Regions from separate parts of the Mus musculus genome. Here region 1 is linked to region 2. Evidence: chromatin contacts called from public Hi-C data. All regions are on one chromosome and are shown on one strand. The core of a region is the stretch at or near the end of the contact, and the rest is flanking DNA. Distances in the headings are between cores, read along the strand shown. Region 1 overlaps Alk (anaplastic lymphoma kinase). Region 2 overlaps Alk (anaplastic lymphoma kinase).

What was found. Hi-C and Micro-C count contacts between places; a contact is called where the count stands out from the background.
Region 1: a Hi-C map of the N1E-115 cell line shows a contact between it and region 2, with 4 times the contacts expected there. The contact joins two enhancer-like sites. A contact is called at or near these places in 1 of 39 promoter capture datasets (hippocampal neurons), 1 of 484 Hi-C or Micro-C datasets (the N1E-115 cell line) and 1 of 115 datasets of contacts at active chromatin or transcription factors (embryonic basal ganglia).

The regions. Positions count from the first base shown.
Region 1 is chr17:72,489,265-72,493,601 of GRCm38.p6, forward strand. The region is part of intron 1 of Alk (anaplastic lymphoma kinase); the gene reads right to left. Among named protein-coding and RNA genes, the nearest start is that of Alk, 110 kb to the right of the region's middle. Within about 2 kb of position 1,952, at least 2 of the 459 cell types and tissues checked have an H3K27ac peak or open chromatin away from gene starts, as enhancers often do. A contact at or near this core is called in the N1E-115 cell line, where this site is marked.
Region 2 is chr17:71,964,819-71,968,960 of GRCm38.p6, forward strand. It overlaps Alk (anaplastic lymphoma kinase), which reads right to left. Exons shown (of 29, transcript NM_007439.2): 9 at 2,668-2,837. Among named protein-coding and RNA genes, the nearest start is that of Gm41613, 160 kb to the right of the region's middle. Within about 2 kb of position 1,798, at least 24 of the 459 cell types and tissues checked have an H3K27ac peak or open chromatin away from gene starts, as enhancers often do. A contact at or near this core is called in the N1E-115 cell line, where this site is marked.

The DNA.
Region 1 (4,337 bases), core at 702-3,201, 520 kb after region 2:
TGCTGAGCCGTGAACTGAACTGTTGATTTCCTGACAATGCAGATGGGATTTGCTCCAAAGAACCATTTCTAAACAGGTTCACTTCTCTCTATCCTTTCATTTCTACTCCCTCTGGTGGGTGGTGGGCTAGAAGGAAGGTTAAAATGTTTAAGGACCATCATTAAAAGTAGGCTTTGAAAAACATTAAAGTTACAAGTAGTAAAACCTACTAATGGAATGTGTGAGTAGGGAGCTATAAGGCTATGTAGGCAAGCACAATTTTATTGAAGATGATGTGGTAGTTGGTAATTTGGAGTATTCATCTATTGATGTCCAACTGGAACTCTCCTTTCTGTGGCCTATCCTGGCCCAATTTCCCAATCTGTGCATAGTGGGTATTTCCAGATGTTTCCTGAGTGCCAGCTATGACAAGAAAAAAAGGAGAAGAGAGGACTTAAAGTCGCCCAGGAGGATACTGAAGAACTGATGTTACCATAAAGGTGGGGGCATGGCTCAGTGGAGAGAGTGCTTCCCAGGCAAGCATGAGGTCAGGCATCTAATCGCAACTCCTACACAAAACCAAGTACCTCTAATTCCAGTCCTGGGAGATAGGTGAGTCCCTAGAGCTTGCTGATCAGCTAGCAGTTTAGTCAATGGGTAAGCCCCATGTTCAATATAACGACTTTGTCTGGAAAAAGAAGGGTGTGGGGAAATAGAGGGAATACCCAGCATCTGTCTCTGGCCTCCACAAATCCACACACTGCACATATGCACAAGCATCCCTCATGTATTTGCACACACACAAACAACTGCGAATGCATAGATCATCCAAAAATAATAAAAATATTAAGGATAAATGTCAGGTAGAGATATGCCTGATTCACAGCGGCTATCTTCAGTGCATGCATAAAGAATTTCTGAGCACGGATGGACAGGACTGTTTCTGAGTCACCAAGACATGGTAAACGGAAAGGGAGTTTTATGTAGGCATTCTGGGACACATCTGTAATCTCAGCATTCAGGAGTTGAGCCACAAAGAACACAAGTTCTAGGACAGATGGGAAAAGCTGGTGCAACAGAAGAATATGTTAGGTGTTGGGAGGGAGAATGAGTCTTGGAGAAGAGACCACTGGTCTGTGTTAGATGGTTGCCAGGGAGAACAAAGGCACACAAGCGCATGCTTCTCTCTTTCATTAGAGATCCCAGGCATCGACCATTCAAAGTACTTTTAAGCTACACTTGGGATCAATCTTCAGCAAGGATTACAATCTAGGCAGATTGAAGATGACAATTAAAACTTTATTTTTTTTTAATCCAAAAACAGCGCTCAGGGTCTTTCCAAAATGTTGTCAGGTACTTCAAAGAGCTAGTTTTTTTTTTTCTATCTCCCCCCATGACAGTCTAGAAATATCTGTCATTTTTGTCCCTGTGGCTACACCAGTGTGCTAATAAGAAACAAGGGAGAAGATGAATCTCTCCCCAGACTCTCATCCGGGGAAGCCAGGGGAGCTTGAATGATAAAGAATAGAAGATAACCAGAGCGGCGTGAGCCTTGTGCCATTGATTTTGCATCTGTCTCAAAACATTACTCATTGGAATAGTGTCAGGCAGCCCTCAGGAAGAGAGGGAGGCAGCAGCTTCCTTCCACTGGGGAGGGCAATGCTCTCCAGGGCCCAACCCATTCTAGTGGGGGTGGGCAGAAGAGAATCTCAGGGTTTCCTTTCTTGGCTCGCTTCCAGGCTCCAGTAATTTTCTGAGTGAAATGTCAATGGTTTTAAATTAGTACCTGGAAGGTTCTGCAGAGGGTAAAGTACTGGCTGGACAGCTCCAATGACCACCAGTTTCTCTCAAGCCAGTAAGCAAGAGGTGGAAATGGGAGGCTGAGAGTTCAGCTCAGTGGGAGAGAACTCAGTGAAAGAGAGCTTGCCTCCCATGCATGAGGCTCTGAGTTCAATCCCTGGTATTGAGGGGAGGTCTAAGTGATCAATCAGATGATCGCTGGGGATAGTAGATGAAGGGAATAAGAAGTTGGAGTTACAAGGGAACTGAAAGTTCTGAGTGCCGTTTCTCCTCAAGTATAGACTCTGTGTGATGGTGCAACGTCTCATTTTAGATGGTCCACGACAAGAATGGATTATTGGATCTTCTTAAATCACAGAGGGAGAGGGGTTGGGGATTTAGCTCAGTGGTAAAGCGATTGCCTAGCAAGCACAAGGCCAAGGGTTCCATCCTCAGCTCTGAAAAAAAAATCACAGAGGGAGAAAGTTTTTCTCTCTCCATCTTCTTTGAGTCCTTTTGTGTTTCAGTAAGCAGAAAGCTTTAACACCTCTTAGCATTGGACCATTTGAAAAACAAACAAACAAACAAACAAACAAAAAACATTTACTGCATCTGACTAGCACGGAGATGCAGGAATTCACAAACAAGACTGGAGTTTGGAGAACAGGTGTTGGAGCCCAAAGCAGGAAATCCATTCCCCACAGTGATATTCCTTTCATTTGAAGAGGGATAATCTAGGCAAAACAAAACAAAACAAAACAAAACAAAATAAAATAAAATAAAACAAAACAAACAAACACCTAATACTGTGAAAGAAGCTTGACTTTTTTTCTTTTCTATTTATCATCCATTTATCTGTCCGTCTGTCCACCCATCAGTCCATCCATCCATCCATCCATTTATGGTATTAGAGGATGAGCTCAGGGTCTCACCAGGAACTTATGCATTCTAGGCAAGTGCATACACAGCTCTTGTAAAATATATTTCTATTTTGACACAGGGTCTCAGATTTGATTGCCTCTCTCTGCTCTGCAGGCTCCAGTGCAGGTGGTCCTCCTGTCAGCCCCCCAAGAAGCCAGAATTACAGACCTGTGCCCCAAAGTTGGGTTCAGCCATACAAATCTCAGCCATACAAAAGTCAGTCTTTCCTTACTTTATTTTAGTGTGTGTGTGTGTGTATGTGTGTGTGTGTGTGTGTGTGTGTGTGTGTGTGTTATCTAAGCACACTCATGTGGTGTGAGGGTGTTTCAGTGGAGACATCGGGTTGATAAGCCTCTTCTTCGGTGTCCACCTTATTTTGTGAGGCAAGGCATTCGTTCTGATTTGAATCCAGAATCCCCTGATTGGGTTAGGCTGGCTACTTAGTTTGCTCTGGGGATCTCCTGTCCCAGCTTTCCAAGTATGCTTACATTACAGGTAGGAACCACGTTCACCTGGCATTTCCATGAGTCCTGGGAATCTAAGCTTAGGTCCTCACACTTATGTGGCAAGTGTTTCATCTATGGAGCCATCTTCCCAGCTCCAAGTCTCTCCTTTTTAAGCCAAGAATCATGAACTTGTGCATCAACTGACCACTCTCAACTCAATCCTCCAATCCTATGCTGCTGGAATGCCCCTCATTAGGATGAAGTAGTTACAAAGTTAAGTACAAGATGCCTGCTCCTGGCAGCTTGGTCACTGCCCTGCCTTGGGACAGCCTGCCCGACCAGAATACAAAACTATCAGCGGAAGTCTGCCCTCACACTGTCTGCCATGCATCACATCCTCACGCAATTGCTTCTTGATGGATGTAGCCAACACAACTTCATGTGTCTGCCACGGCCCCAGTGACCTTTCAGATCTCTGAGTTAAAGGGACTATTATTCATCTTTATGTACAGCTTCCTGTGACAGGACTGCATGATAAAGCCCAGAGACACTCTGATGAAGTAAATAATTTAGCCCCATTCATAATCACCTGCTGTTCCCAAATCCTAATGCCTTTCCAGGGATTGCTTTGCCAAACCAATGAAATAGTGAATCCCTTATTGATGACACCGGGGAACTGTAAACTTTCCACAGAAGCTCGACTTTAGCCAAGAGCACATCCATTTTAAGCAGGACTGCAAGTGAGGGACACTTCTTACCGCAGGTCTGTAATCACAGACCTATCACACAGCTCCATTTCCATCTGAAAATCATGCATATCGATTACTGGGAAGGTACTATGTATTACATGTATTATTTTGTTTAATTTTCCAAACAGACCTATGGGGAAATGCATTTTGCAGAAAACAAAACAAACAAAACAAAATAAAACAGAAAACAAACAAACAAACAAACAAAAAAAAACAGGACACCTGTGTCCAATATTCTATAAGGCATGCAGGTTGACTAATTGTAAAGATCTAAAGTTACAGATTGGAAGCCAAATTTATGTCTATAAATAGTCTCTTATTATTTATCTCTATGTATGACCTACCATTCTGTGACTGTTAGGGAAATCATCTTAGGATACTCACAGAGCCCAGGTTCCACTAACCCAAAAGCTTACAGTGACATCAGACGACATCTGAGGTCTAAGGTGCTATTTTCTGCTTT
Region 2 (4,142 bases), core at 548-3,047:
AGACAGTTCACCTGCGCTTCCTCATCTTGTGCCTCCGGTCTGCGTGCCTCCCACACTGCCTCTAGCTTTGAGAACAAGTTGGTGGCTGGCAGGCGTTTTTTTTTTGTGAATGGAGACATTTTCTTCCCCCTGTAATTATGTGTGAATTAGGTCACGGTGCATTGTGAACCAAGCTGGCTTTTGTCTGAATCTTCACTGAGTCCTCAAATGGATGCTTTGGCCTCAGGATCAATATTGGAAATACCAGTCTGCTAGTGACCATCAGTGGGGGGAAGAGGAAGGCTAGGAACAAAGTCTCCTTCAAATGCATCTCCTGCGGAAGGGAGCCAGTGGACTCAACGTCCTCCTTGCTTTAAATCCCCTGGAGTAGCTACGAAACAGAGAACTTGCTGGGTTGAAGAGAGAAGGGGTAACAGTCAGAATTAATTTTACATCTCCCAGGAGGGATGGCTCCAGCACCGCCAGCAAGGTTCCAATCCCTGTGTGTGACTGTCACAGTCCCCAAGGATGAAATACCGGCCTATGGAGGTGGCACTCATACTTTCCCCTTCCTCCACTTTAATTAAATCCATTTGTCCCAGGGTCATTGAGCCTGGGGACATCTATGGGCTCTGATCATCAAGCCACATACATTGGAAGGAGAGGATGGATGCTGTTCTGAGTTAGAAGGGGGTTTCTTCTCTATGACAGGAGAGTTCCCATTAGAAGTGGCAAGGAACAGCATATTATGAGGTTTGAGAGAAGAATTCAAAGCCCAGCTCCACACTTACGAAGCCTCATGACAACAGGCATCACTCTTTGCCCTGCTTTGAGCCTTTGGTCCTTGTATTTCAAAGGTTGGTTCACCAGAATGGTAATTTGAGTATCTCTTGTAAGACTATTGTGAAGACTGCACTAGATGGTAGAGCGTGATGCTTAGCCAATAGCAGGTGGTTTTCCCTTCCAGTCTACCCTGTAGGTGAGATGCCACCCTGCCTTTTGCTATAGGCTATGTCTGTGCCACCTGTGGGATATTCAGTAAAGCACAGCAGAGTGTCACAGACATGCTGCTGTGCCAGGCCATTTTTAACTCAAGCATTGCTTGCTCCAGGCTGACTGCAGGTGGCAGGGTAGTGCCATCCTAGGGAGACAAGTGACAGCTGAACTCCACAGGCTTCGGCTCCAATCCAATGCCCCATGCAGCTGGAGATCTGGTAATCCAGCCATATCCATTTGGAAGTGGGAAGGACTAAACCTGGAAGGAGTCAAGGCTCTTGTCCAAGGTCACAGAGGTTACTGGTAGTAAAGTCTGATAAGAACCAGGGTCCCTGGTAGAAGCTCTTCTCTGGTCAGTGAGGAGTCTGGCATCTCCCTATGTCAACCTGCCTCTGGAGCTGAATCAATAGAGCAGTACCCCCCCCCCCCCCGCCCCCTGGTTCCAGTCTTGGCTCAGAGACAAACTTGTTTTGCTCCTTTGATTTTTTTCAGCTTTTCCTCTTTAAAAGAACGGTGGAGAATAGTGATGGAGCTTCCCCACCCACTAAGGTTTTGTTGTTAACGAGGAAAGAGGAAATGAGAGGAAATAAGAGGAAGTAAGGCAACATCCATCAAGTGAGAGAAAATGCCATAGAGATATGAAACCCGAGCATCATTTGGTAGTAGCTCGAGTGCCTCATTTTCTGCTCTCTCCACAGACAGATCCTGAAGAAAGCCAATCAGGCCAGGTGAGAGCTGCAGGAGATGAGTGTTCATTAGTGCGCCATCCCTTGAAGAATCTCGAGCTCCCGGCAATTGGCAGGAGATGTGCATGTCTCTGTGTGTACATGGGTGTGGTGGTTAATATTGACTGCCAACCTGACAGGATGTAGAACTGCCTAGGAGACAGACCTCTGGACTTGTCAGTGAAAGGATTTTAGATTGGGTTTACTGAGGTGGGAAGACCCAACCTAAAACCATTCAATGGAGCGGTACCATCCAATGGGGCACTACCATCCAAGAGGGCAGTACCATCCAATGGGGAGGAGTCTCAGGCTGAAGTAAAAGAAAGAAGCCAGGCCAACACCAGCTTTTATGGCTCTATGATTACTCATCTCTGATGCAGTGTAACCAGCTGCCTTATGCTTTTGTCATTGTGCTGTCCCTGCTATGATGGCTTAAACCCTCAAACTACGAGCCAAAATAAACCCTTCTGTGATGGTTTGTGTATTCTCTGCCCAGGGAGTGACACTATTAGAAGGTATGGCCCTGTTGGTGTAGGGGTGTCACTGTGGGTATGGGCTTTAAGACCCTCATCCTAAGTGCCTGGAAGTCAGTCTTCCACTAGCCGCCTTCAGATGAAGATGTAGAACTCTCAGCAACTCCTGAACCATGCCTGCCTGGATGCTGCCCTGCTCCCATCTTGATGGTCATGAACTGAACCTCCGAACCTGTACGCCAGCCCCAACTAAATGTTGTCCTTTATAAGACTTGCCTAGGTCATGGTGTCTGTTCACAGCAGTAAAACCCAAACAAAGTCACCTTCCCTCCTTAAGTTGTCAGGTACTTTGTCATAGCAAAGAGAAAAAAACAACCAATCAAACGTCTTAGATAAAGGGCATGGGGGAGTGTGAGACCTTCCCAGGTCAGCACTGTGCCTTGTAGGGTAAAACAAAGCAGGAGGTGGGGTGGGGGGAATGAATAGTAACTCACCTGTCAGTCACATCGAGGAGGGACAGCACTGTATGCTGCCACAGGCTTAAGCCTTCGTCAGTGGCGACATGCCAGACAGTCCGGCTTTGCTCCTTTCCGGTTTTGTTCTCCACCAGCACCAGAGATACGTTTCCTCTCAAAACCCCGCGGATGAGCCAGGACATGCGGAGCTGAGAGAGAGAGAGAGAGAGATGCACACATCAGTTAAAATGTTATTGTACCACGGAAACCTCAAGTATCCTTGCAGCCCCGGCAGAAGCTTAAAGGACTTTGCTGGAGGCTCATCTGAATTGATCCAGCAAAGGCAGCTGATGCCCACAGCCTGATCTTGCTAACAGCTGCCAAAGGACTTTCACTGGAGTTCAAGGATCTGGGCAGGAACCACCATCGAGCAATCCGAAGCTTCATTGAGGCTGATGATATCACCCCAAATTTCAGTGATTCTACCTCTGCACTAGACCAGTAGGGTTATTCAGGCGAGCTTCCTTAAGGATACCCAAAGATTTTTGCCTATGGTCTCAACTCACTATGTGATGTAATAGAGGTGATTTTTTTTCCCATTCAATTTCTTTTGATTTAGGAATAATGGACTTTTGTATTCCTTCTAATAATTACAGGTGTTGTTTGAACAGTGTCAGATCACATGTTAGCTAATGGGAGACTTCCTCTCTCTCTCTCTCTCTCTCTCTCTCTCTCTCTCTCTCTCTCTCTCAGATACACACCTATATATCATGATATCCTAATATAGTTATCTTCCCAAATAAGGATGCTGCTTTGCCAAAAGGAAGCCGAAAGCGTCTGTTTTTGTTGTGTCGTGGGTTTCTATGGCACCATTCCCTAGACATTTGAAAGGAAACAGTAGCTAATAGTAGTCTTTATAAGAAAGTGTAAATGTAGTCATGTTCAGAGGCAGTGCAGGCTACAAACTGAGGTTTAAGATAATAGAGGTTGTGTTTGATCGAGGCAATCTACAAACAACACCTAGCATGTAAAAGAACTCTGCTGTTCAGAGTCTGAAAGAAAAAGGCTCCCGGAGAAAGATGGGCAAACATAGTGTATCCTGAACATGCAGAGCTCTGGTCAGCCATGGTTCTTGGCTCTCGTGGTTTGAAGAGCTAGTTCTCTGTCATGCCCAGCTTCTGTCTCCCAAGCCCTGACTGGTAGCTGCTTTACAATTCAATTGAAGAGGATGGTACCACCATCCATAGTAGCCTGATAATTTATACTGTCCTACCTAGAAACCCCATCTCTAACCAAGCCATAGCTGGATCCTGGGTCCTGATCCGGTGAGTCAAATTTACCGTCACATGTCTCTATCCAGGGGAACAAATACTCACCCCCATTAAAACCTCCCATGGTAGCTGAAGGAATCTACCAATGTTTTTCTGTCTTTACTCAGTTTTCTTGTATGGCTGGATAACACTGATTAGAGGATTTAACCAACTCCACCTTAGGTAATGCTAACCAAACCTACA